Regions from separate parts of the Pan troglodytes genome. Here region 2 is linked to region 1. The links are chromatin contacts, called in public HiChIP or PLAC-seq maps. All regions are on one chromosome and are shown on one strand. Each heading gives the region's core, a stretch centred on a gene start, on an enhancer-like site or on the middle of the called end of the contact. The rest is flanking DNA. Distances are from core to core; before and after follow the strand shown.

Region 1 (5,293 bases), core at 2,640-5,139:
GAATTCATTCCAGTCTTCATCCCTAGGGTACAACATCAAGAATAAGCAGACTTTTTTTTTTTTGAGACAGGGTCTCACTCTTATCACCCAAGCTGGAATGCAATGGCATGATCATCATTCACTGCAGCCGTGACCTCCTGGGCTCAAACAATCCTCCCACAGCTCAGCTTCCCAAGTAACTGAGACTACACGAAGCTGCGAGTGTCACCACACCCAGCTACATTTTTTGGTAAAGATAGGGTTTTCCCATTTTGCCCAGGTTGGTCTCAAACTTCTGGGCTCAAGCAATCCTCCTGCCTCAGCTTCCAAAAGTGCTGAGATTACAGCGTGAGCCACTGCACCTGGTGCAAACAGACTAATTTGGAAGTTATATCAGGACTTTAAGGATCAAGATTACGTTTTATTCAATTCAAAATGTCTAAAATCCCTAATCTCTCCAACTCACTGTAGGTTGATGTCTCGAACAAGAGGTTCAAATTTGGGTCCTCCAGGAATGGCCATATTGAGTGCCTTGGACGTAAAGAAGGCCTTCAAATCAAACAGGTAGAAGTAGTTATCATCCACCAAGTCCGTCAGGAGCTGATTAGCCAGGCGGTAGAGAGTCGACATCATAGGTAGTGTGAACTGCCAGCGCTGGTAAGTGGAGCCATTTACATACCTAGGTAAAAAATGAAAGGCCCACCTCAAGTAAGCAGCTAGACAAACCCATACCACCTACTGATCTCCCAGGACTCCTTCTGCGTTTCCAGAACTCCTCTCAGGAGTAGTATCTCCATCTATCACTCACTTCCTGCTGTCCCTCAACGGCTGGTGGTCATAGAACCAGTCCAACACAGGGGCGTCCTCCTCAGGGTCCAGCTCTAGCTGAATGGCCTCCAGTGGCTCAACATCTAGGATGTTGTCAGCATAGTCCAAGGGCGGCTCCTCATCATCAAAAGGGGGAAAACGCATCCTCTTGAAATGCCTCCTATCTCTTTTTTCTCGGCGCATCATAATCCACATTGACCTGGAAGGCAAGAACATCACACAACCATTTCTACCCACTGCCTCCCAACCACCACCACCACCACCCACCATATTTCAGCCTTTCTCACCCCCACTGGGAGATGTAGACAGGTTCAATGACCCAGGGAATCTCATTGACGAAGGAAATGGCTCCAGTGATGTGGTACAGCACAGGCACATCCCGAATCTGCTCCCAAGGCATAGGCATGTTCTCCAGGAGTTTGAGGACTGCGTGGGGCATGTACTTTAGGGCACTGGCACATTAGAAAAAGAGAAGGCTATCAGAAATGACGAGGTGTTCTGCTACCTGTCCCATGCAGAGAAGCCACATGTTCCTGTTCCACAGTAAATCCTACCTTACAATCCAAACTCCCAAACTTAGCCCACAGGCCCTTCCTAACCAGAAACCCTGCCTCTCCCTCTCCAACTTCACCTTGCACCACTCTTCTTAAACGTCATAATCCCACAATGCTGGTATCAGATCCTCTAAATCAACGGCTATCCCTCTGGAGATAGCTTTGCGGCTGTCTCACATCCTATTCCCTCCGCATCTTCCCATAAATCATAATAAAGCATTCGCCATACTTCACTATCACCAGTTGTCTCATGTCTATCAGGCCACTAGACTGCACACTGCAGAAAGGCAGAGATTGTTACCCTCTGCTCGCTACTATATCCCTAGCAGCCAGCACAGTTCTCAAAGTATTTTTTGAAATAAACAAAACTTCCAGTTCATTACATGCCAAACATTTTTGTGTCCAAATAGAACAGGAATCTGCTAAGACATCTGTACCTGTACTCGCCCAGTTTAGAGCCACAGAAAAAACAGGAGTAGGGAAACCTCTGAAATTAAATACCCCAAACACAGAATTCAGGTCCCTGAGGAGCGACAGGCTGCCACTATGCACAGTATCCCACTCTGGACTTCAACCAGCTCAACCATAGGGACATCTTATTTTTCATTTTTTTTTTTTTTTTGAGACAGAGTCTCGTACTTTCGCCCAGGCCAGAGTGCAGTGGCGTGATCTCGGCTCACTACAAGTTCCGCCTCCCAGGTTCACGCCATTCTCCTGCCTCAGCCTCCCAAGTAGCTGGGACTACAGACACCTGCCACCACGCCCGGCTAATTTTTTGTATTTTTAGTAGAGACGGGGTTTCACCGTGTTAGCCAGGATGGTCTCGATCTCCTGACCTCATGATCCACCCGCCTCGGCCTCCCAAAGTGCTGGGATTACAGGCATGAGCCACCGCGCCTGGCCAGGGACATCTTAAAACATCATCAACAGGACAAATTAAAGCACCAGTCCCAGATCGGGAAGAGGGGGAAACAGACTGCAAAAGTGGAAGATGTAGAAATTATCAGAGACTCCTAATGGTTTTCTCCTTTCTCTTATATCCACCAAGATGAGCTGTCAAAGCATCAATCCAAGACTGTGGGACATGGAGAAGGGAAAAGGGACAAATTCCAAATGAAATTATTTCAGGATGTTCCTTACCCCAAGTAAACCCTTTTGTCATGGCGGAACTTCCTGTTGGTCATGTCTCCATGGTCTCGAATGATCTTCCTGACATGTTCTGGGGGCATGTCTTCCTTCTGGGCATCCACAAACCCAAACTTCCGCTTTTCTGCATAGCGCTTGGCCTGCAATTGCTGCCATTTTCGAGCTGGAAAGGAACCTCAGTTTAAAGGCCTGCACACCCTCGCCTAATCCTCTTCACCTCTTGCCCTAGGGTAAGCTCCTGTCAGTGAGTGTGAGGGAGGAGCAGGCACCAGCAGGAAGAAGCACCCCTTGCCAATTCCCTTACCATTTTACTCTATTTTTCCTTTCATCACATTGATCACTATCTGACTTTTTTTTTATTTTTTTGAGAGTTGTTTCGCTCTGTCTCCCAGGCTGGAGTGCAATGGTGCGATGTCGGCTCACTGCAACCTCCGCCTCCTGGGTTCAAGCCATTCTCCTGCCTCAGCCTCCCCAGTAGCTGGGATTATAGAGACGCGCCACCACACACGACTCATTTTTGTATTTTTCGTAGAGACGAGGTTTCACTGTGTTGGCCAGGCTGGTCTGGAACTCCTGACCTCAGGTGATCCGCCCGCCTGGGCCTCCCAAAGTGCTGGGATTACAAGCGTGAGCCACCGCGCCCGGCCTGACATTTTTATTACAGAGCCTCGAGGTTTTGTTATTGTCTATCTCTCCCGCTGTAATTTAAACCCCGTAAGGACAGGAATTTTGTCTCCGTCACTACTGTACCCCCGCTGGATCAGCGCTTGCAAATAATACGCGCTTAAAATGACTTGATGAAAAATTAACTGGAAATAACAAGGGAGCTGACACCTCAGGAGCTGCCCAAACGGGGAGGGTCCCCACCCGCCTGCGCGCGCGCACACCCGCCCCGCCTCCGGCCCGCGCGCCGCTCCACACTCCCGCCTCACCTTTCTCCTGCAGCTTCTCCTCCGACATGTAGTCCGGTAGCGGGGCTAGAGGGCCAGGCACCGGGTTACCCGGCCCTCGATAAGGAAATACTCCGGCCATATCCGGAGAATCTGGGGAGCGGCGGGATAAAAAAATTCACTAACCACAGGCCCGGGCCCACAAGAAGCGCAGCAGAAAGGCGTCCGGGGACCCCGGCCTGCAGTCCCGCCACACAGTGCATCCAGCCCCGCCCGGCCTAACCCCTTCGGTCACTCGCCCCGACCCGACCACGCCTCCCGCAGCCCGGCCTTAAACGCCTGCCACGCACCTCACAGGCCCTCACACAAGAGGCCGCTTTCCCCGCAGCGCAATGGCGGCCAGTCTGCGTCCGCTCCTCGTTCCCAGCGCCGGGAAGTGCGCAACCCGAGTTCAGCAGTTGATCCAGTCGGCGCCGAGGTGCTCAGATGGATTAGTGAGACGACCAATTAGAGTTGCACACTGCGCCGAGGAGGCGGGCCCATAGGCGGAAAGGCTTTGAACGCAAGGGGGTGTGGTCGGGGTGAAGCCCCGCCTCCTCCATTTCCGAGGCTGTTTCTGGGGCCTCTGACAGACCTCAGCGTGATGGGCTCCCGGCGTCGCACTGTGAGAGACCGAAGTCTAAAGGGTTTGAATAAATTTGCCAAGATTGCGCATTGTACGATGTCTGTTGTCATCAATGTGTACATGCAATGCAGTACTAGCTCCTGGACAGTCATTTGTTCATGCATTCATTCATTTAACCATCACTGTCTACCAAGGACGAGGGATAAAGCAGGAAAAAAGACAACCAGTAGAGTTCACAGGGGAGCAGAAAGGCAGGCAAGAATTAAGACCTTGGCCGGGCGCGGTGGCTCACGCCTGGAATCGCAGCACTTTGGGAGGCCGAGGCAGGCGGATCACTTAAAGCCAGAAGTTCGAGGCCAGCCTGGCCAACATGGTGAAACCCCGTCTCTACTAAAAATACAAAAATTAGCCGGGCGTGGTGGCGGGCGCCTGTAGTCCCAGCTACTCGGGAAGCTGAGGCAGGAGAATCGCTTGAACCCGGGAGGGGGAGGTTGCAGTGAGCCAAGATCGCGCCACTGCACTCCAGCCTGGGTGACAGAGCGAGACTCTGTCTCGGGGGAAAAAAAAAAGTCTGAAATTCCGTGGAGGGTGCAGAGGAATTGTAACCCATACAGCCCCTGAATCTAGTTGAGAATTTACAAATCAAAGTGAAATAATTAGAAAAAAATTCAAAGGATGTCAATGTGCTTTCAGAACGGTAAAAATTTTTTAAATATTCCTTTTGTTTTTTTGAGACAGGGTCTCACTCTGTTGCCCAGACCGGAGTGCAATGGCGCGATCTCAATTCACCACAACCTCCACCTCCCAGGATCAAGCAATTCTCCTGCTTCAGTCTCCAGAGTAGCTGGATTACAGGCACGCGCCACTACTGCCGGCTAAGTTTTGTATTTTTAGTAGAAACAGGGTTTCACTATGTTGGCCAGGCTGGTCTCAAACTCCTGACCTTACGAAATCCTCCTGCCTCGGCCCTCCCAGAATGCTGGGATTACAGGCATGAGCCCCCATGCCCGGCCTGAAATCTATTTTTTAATGCAATGGGGAGTTTCAGCAAGGGCTGGGTGTTCTGAAGGTCCCTACAGTCAAAAAAGACAGAGGAGAATTGTTAAAGATTTGATGGAGATGGATGGATGTGAGGATTTCATAAAGGTAAATGGAGAGGAAGGAAAAAGGTAATCCCAAGTGGTAGAACTACTAGAAAGAGTTAAGAAAGAAGCCGGGCACGGTGACTCATACCTGTATATCCTAGCACGTTGGGAGGCAGCGGCGAGAGG
Region 2 (4,559 bases), core at 899-3,398, 660 kb after region 1:
AAATACCACTACTCAAACATAATACAAAATATTGGTGTATACTCTAACCTGGCCTTGCTGAGGTGAAAAACCACCGATGTTTCAAGCGGGGGCATAGCAGCATAAAGTTCTGGGTGTTTCCCAATTCATTCAAGTGTACTGTTCCAGTGTCCCTATCTTGAAGCAGCTGCATGGCTTCTGGCAGGGAAATTCTGCTGTGCAGGGGCACCACCAGTACCTGATGAGGAGGGCCATCCTTGCCACCCAGCTGTCTCTTCTCTGCCAGAACCTGAAAATAGAAAGATATCCGAGAACATCTCAGTGTCTCAGTACTTCACTCCAGCATTGCATTTCCACTCCCACAGATGCTCCCCCTACCCAAAACCAGCATCTCTCTAGTAAAAGACTACAGGTATGCCAGCGGGGTGGCAGGAATTCTGACCAAAGCAAAGAATGCTAGACCTGCACGCTCGACACGTGCTCTAGGGCTATGCTCTGTCCCTGGACCCTCCTCCCGGTCTCATTTTCCACTTCGAGGCATTAGCCACCTAGAACACCAGAGAAGCCGCATTCTCCCAAATCCCGCTCCTCTCACCGCCTCCTTCTTCTGCTTTCGGAGCTGGCTGGCGCGATGCCTCTGGTCGACTCTGCTGAGTTCTTTTCTCACCTTCTTGCTTAGGGTTTTCAGTGCTAGACGGCCTGAATGGCAGATTAGAAGGGGCTGGTGTGATCGGCCCCACAACAAGGTCAAGAAAAGGGACTCCTCTCCGCCCACCTTAGAAAGGGCCTTTCGCGTGGAGCCCAGACGGGAGACAGAAGCTCAGTCTGGGCATGGGGAAAAAGAGTTAATAACGGCCAAATAGCCCTTATTCCTTCTACGTTATCTCCTTACCCTTGCCGTCCCGCTGTGCAGATCCCCGACCCCGATGCCGTCCGCCTTTATGAGCTTTATTCTGCTGCTTGAGCGGGCCGGGGCGGTGGGCCGCCATGCCGCAGCGCGCGTGTACGGAGTCAGCACTGCTTCCGGGCCAGGACAAGCGCTTCCGGTCCCCTCCAAGGGGGCGGGCCCTCCAGGGGGCGGGACTCCCTGCGCCCTCTCGCGAAGGCGTTTTCCAGCAGCTCGTGAGAGCGCCGTGTTACCGGGTTCGCCAATCCGCGCTGGGAACTTTTCCCACTTCGCAGTGTGTGGTTGGGGGCTTGAAGGCGCCGGATGTAGACTGTCGAGCCTCGGGCTGTTGGTCCAGCAGGGCTGTTTGTACCCCTTGCATTGTCATTTTTTTGCGCTATAAAGCTGCATCACATAGAAGCATGTTGACTGGAAGGCTCCATTCGTGCCGAAAAGGCCTAAGCCCTTCCTGTCACCTAGATTCGGGCACTTTGCTCTTCCGTTTGCAACGGCATGTTCTTTATCACTCTGAGCAACCTTTCTTCTCCCTCGATTCCCTAGCGAGGCTTGGGAATCGCGTGGAAGACACTTCTCTCACCTTGCCCGGTTCCGTACCAGCTCAAGCCCGTCCCTGTTACTCCAACCTGCGCCCCGCCTCCCACGGAGCGGCCGGGAAGGACCTTGTGGGACGTGGCGACCCGGCAAGGGGGACTGGCCGCGACCCTCCGGCCGTCGGGCTCGGGCGGCTGCGCTCCCACTAATCTTCCCAGAAACTTGACAACTGCACGGCGACGGCCGGACGGGGATTCAGAGGGGTCACGGGGCCAGGCTGCACCGGCTTCGCCGTGGGCAGGCTCGGACCGCAGGGGACCCCATGCCCGAGCCCCGGCCCCTTCCGTCCCGTCGGGAGAGGGAGCAGGCAGAAGTCAGGGGAGCTTCAGCGGGACCGAGGCTCGCTCTTAGCCGCGGGGCCGCGGGCTCCAGGGCCAGCGCTCACAATGCGGCTTGGCGCCCTCCATGCGGGAGCGGGTGCGTTGCCATGACAGCGACCCCCGTGGCGCGCGCCCGGGTCTGCCGCCCCTAGGCGCGCACGGCCTCTCCCCGCCCCGATCCCCCGTCGCTGTGCGCAACCCCCCTCCGGCTGTGGGAAGGGGCCGGGCCTGCCGCCTGACGTCTGTGCGGGGCTCGGAAGATGGCTGCGGAGCCGAGCACCGGGCAGTGGCTGCGGCGGCGGCGGCGGCGGCGGGCCGGGAGCGCGGCGGGCGGGGGCTCCGCCTTGCGCGTGGGGCGCTGAGCCGAGAGGCGCGGAGGCGGCGAGGGCGCGGGGGCTCTGAGGACCGCTCGGCGCCGCCTCCTGCCACACCATGGGCAGCGCAGAGGACGCAGTCAAAGAGAAACTGCTGTGGAACGTGAAGAAGGAGGTAAAGTCGAGTCAAGAACCCCGGGGGGCTCGCGCCCTGGCCCGCGCGGCCCAGGGGGCAGAAAGGTCCGCGCCCACCCCCCGGCGCGGGCACGCGGGCCGAACCTGGGCCGGGCGGGGCGGGTCCTGGACGGGCTGCGCCTCCTTCCCCTTTCTCGGATGGGGGAGGGCAGCGCCCCTCTGCCCGGGGGACCCGGCCGGCGCTCCCGGCTTGTTTGCTTCGCAGCCCCGCAGCTCCCCGCCCAGTGACGGCAGCGGCGCTGGGAGCCCGAGGCCGGGGGAGGGGTGGCGGCAATGGCGGGGATGGCTGGATCCGGAGCTGCCCATTCAGTGCCCGCGCCGCCAGGGGAGGGGGCGGGGCCCCGCGCGAGCTCCCGCGGCGCAGGTGGGTGTCGTGCGGGCCGAGCTTCCCCACGTCCTAAGTGGGTGTCGTGCGGGCTGAGCTCCCCCTTGTCCGACGTCCGCTGTGCCTCCAGCTACGGAGTGCTCGCTGCCGGAGGAGTGCGCCGCACACCTCAGTTTCTCCCTCCACGCCCACCTCCTTAGCCAGGGACCAGGGGCTTGTTTGGAATGGTTTTTAACACTCGGAAGTTTTTCCCTTTTGAGGGAAGCCCCCCTACTTCAGAAAGAGAAGCAGTCCTTCCCTCTACTAACTCCGTTTACCTTGACCCTGCCCAAAAGCCCATTTCCATTTCGGGTGGGGGGCAGTGACCATGTGAATGACTCACTCCCATATGAGAGCTGGAGAGCTCCAACCCACAGCGCAGCTTAGAATACATTGGGCCTCCTTCCCCTGCCTGCCTCTGTGGCTGTTGTCTGCCTGGTAAGTAAACTCCACCAGGGCAGGAGACCCTCTGTTTCGTCCACTGCCTTGTATCCAGTGCCTGGCATACTGTAGGCACTCCGTGACTGTTTGGTAAATAAATGTGCTGATTTTGGAGACTTCGAGGCCTGGTGTTTGGAAAGCATACATTTTGGAATAGTCTGGACCTAGTTCTGTGTGACCTTGAGTGAGTTACTTAACTTCTATGAGTCTAGATTTCTTCCTCTCTATGCCGTCTCCCATATATATATATATATATAAAAGTTACCTCACGCCTGTAATCCCAGCACGTTCGGAGGCCTAGGCGGGTGGATCACCTGAGCTCAGGAGTTCGAGACCAGCCTGGCCAATATAGTGAAACCCCGTCTCTACTAAAAATACCAAAATAAGCCAGGGGTGGTGGTGCGTGCCTGTAATCCCAGCTACCCGGGAGACTGAGGCAGGAGAATCGCTGGAACCTGGGAGGTGGAGATTGCAGTGAGCCGATATTGTGCCACTGCACTCCAGCCTGGGCGACAGAGTGAGACTCCGTCTCAAAAAAAAAAAAAAAGTTTACCTTAGCTGAGCCCTAATTAGAGTTTCAGGGTTGGGGAAGCGTCTGGGCTCTCATAACATCCTGGAAAGCGGACAGGCGCGGTGGCTTACGCCTGTAATCCCAGCACTTTGGGAGGCTGAGGCGGGTAGATCACGAGGTCAGGAGTTCCAGACCAGCCTGGCCAAGATGGTGAAACCCCATCTCTACTGAAAAAAAAAAAATACAAAAATTAGCCAGGCACAGTGGTGGGCACCTGTAATCCCAGCTACTCGGGAGGCTGTGGCAGGAGAATCGCTTGAACCCAGGAGGTGTGGTTGCAGTGAGCCAAGATCGAACCATTGAAGTCTAGCCTGGGCGACAGAGCAAGTCTCCGTCTAAAAAAGAAAGCTGGGCATGGTGGCTCACGACTGTAATCCTAGCACTTTGGGAGGCTGGGGCGGGCGGATCACGAGGTCAGGAGATCGAGACCATCCTGGCTAACACGGTGAAACCTCTCTCTACAAAAAATTAGCTGGGCGTGGTGGCGGGCGAATGTAGTCCCAGCTACTTGGGAGGCAGGAGAATGGCATGAACCCGGGAGGCAGAGCTTGCAGTGAGCCCAGATCGCGCCACTGCACTCCAGCCTGGGCGACAGAGCAACACTCCATCTCAAAAAAAAAAAGTCCTGGAAAGCTCTAGATGGTTCTCATGCGTTAGCCATGGCCTGGCTACTATGCCCTAATGTTTGTTCCCACCCCTCCCCTTGGTAAAGATGTAGTTGAAGCCATCAGCTTTCCAGCTTGTGGGAGAAGCTTCATTATGTCTTTGCTGTGAAGAGGCCAAAAAAAGGATTTCTTAGGCCAGGGGTGTATCAAGTCAGCATTTAAGCCCCAGTGAAAAGAGAAATCTTGATTCTCCTGCAAAAGGAAGCAGTCTA

Evidence for each region. HiChIP or PLAC-seq counts read pairs in DNA pulled down with a chosen protein or histone mark.
Region 2: a contact with region 1 is called in an H3K4me3 HiChIP or PLAC-seq map of stem cell-derived excitatory neurons, with 4 times the contacts expected there. The contact joins the promoter of SGSM2 here to the promoter of PRPF8 in region 1. A contact is called at or near these places in 1 of 7 Hi-C or Micro-C datasets (induced pluripotent stem cells) and 1 of 1 datasets of contacts at active chromatin or transcription factors (stem cell-derived excitatory neurons).

The regions. Positions count from the first base shown.
Region 1 is chr19:12,164,354-12,169,646 of NHGRI_mPanTro3-v2.0_pri, forward strand. It overlaps PRPF8 (pre-mRNA processing factor 8), which reads right to left and starts at 3,890. Exons shown (of 43, transcript XM_016931138.4): 1 at 3,748-3,890; 2 at 3,440-3,550; 3 at 2,502-2,670; 4 at 1,095-1,259; 5 at 788-1,006; 6 at 446-658; 7 at 1-22. The coding sequence starts at 3,539.
Region 2 is chr19:12,829,526-12,834,084 of NHGRI_mPanTro3-v2.0_pri, forward strand. SGSM2 (small G protein signaling modulator 2) reads left to right here and starts at 2,149. Exons shown (of 24, transcript XM_511260.8): 1 at 2,149-2,286. The coding sequence starts at 2,230. It overlaps TSR1 (TSR1 ribosome maturation factor), which reads right to left and starts at 2,057. Exons shown (of 15, transcript XM_003315291.6): 1 at 872-2,057; 2 at 575-678; 3 at 49-268. The coding sequence starts at 968.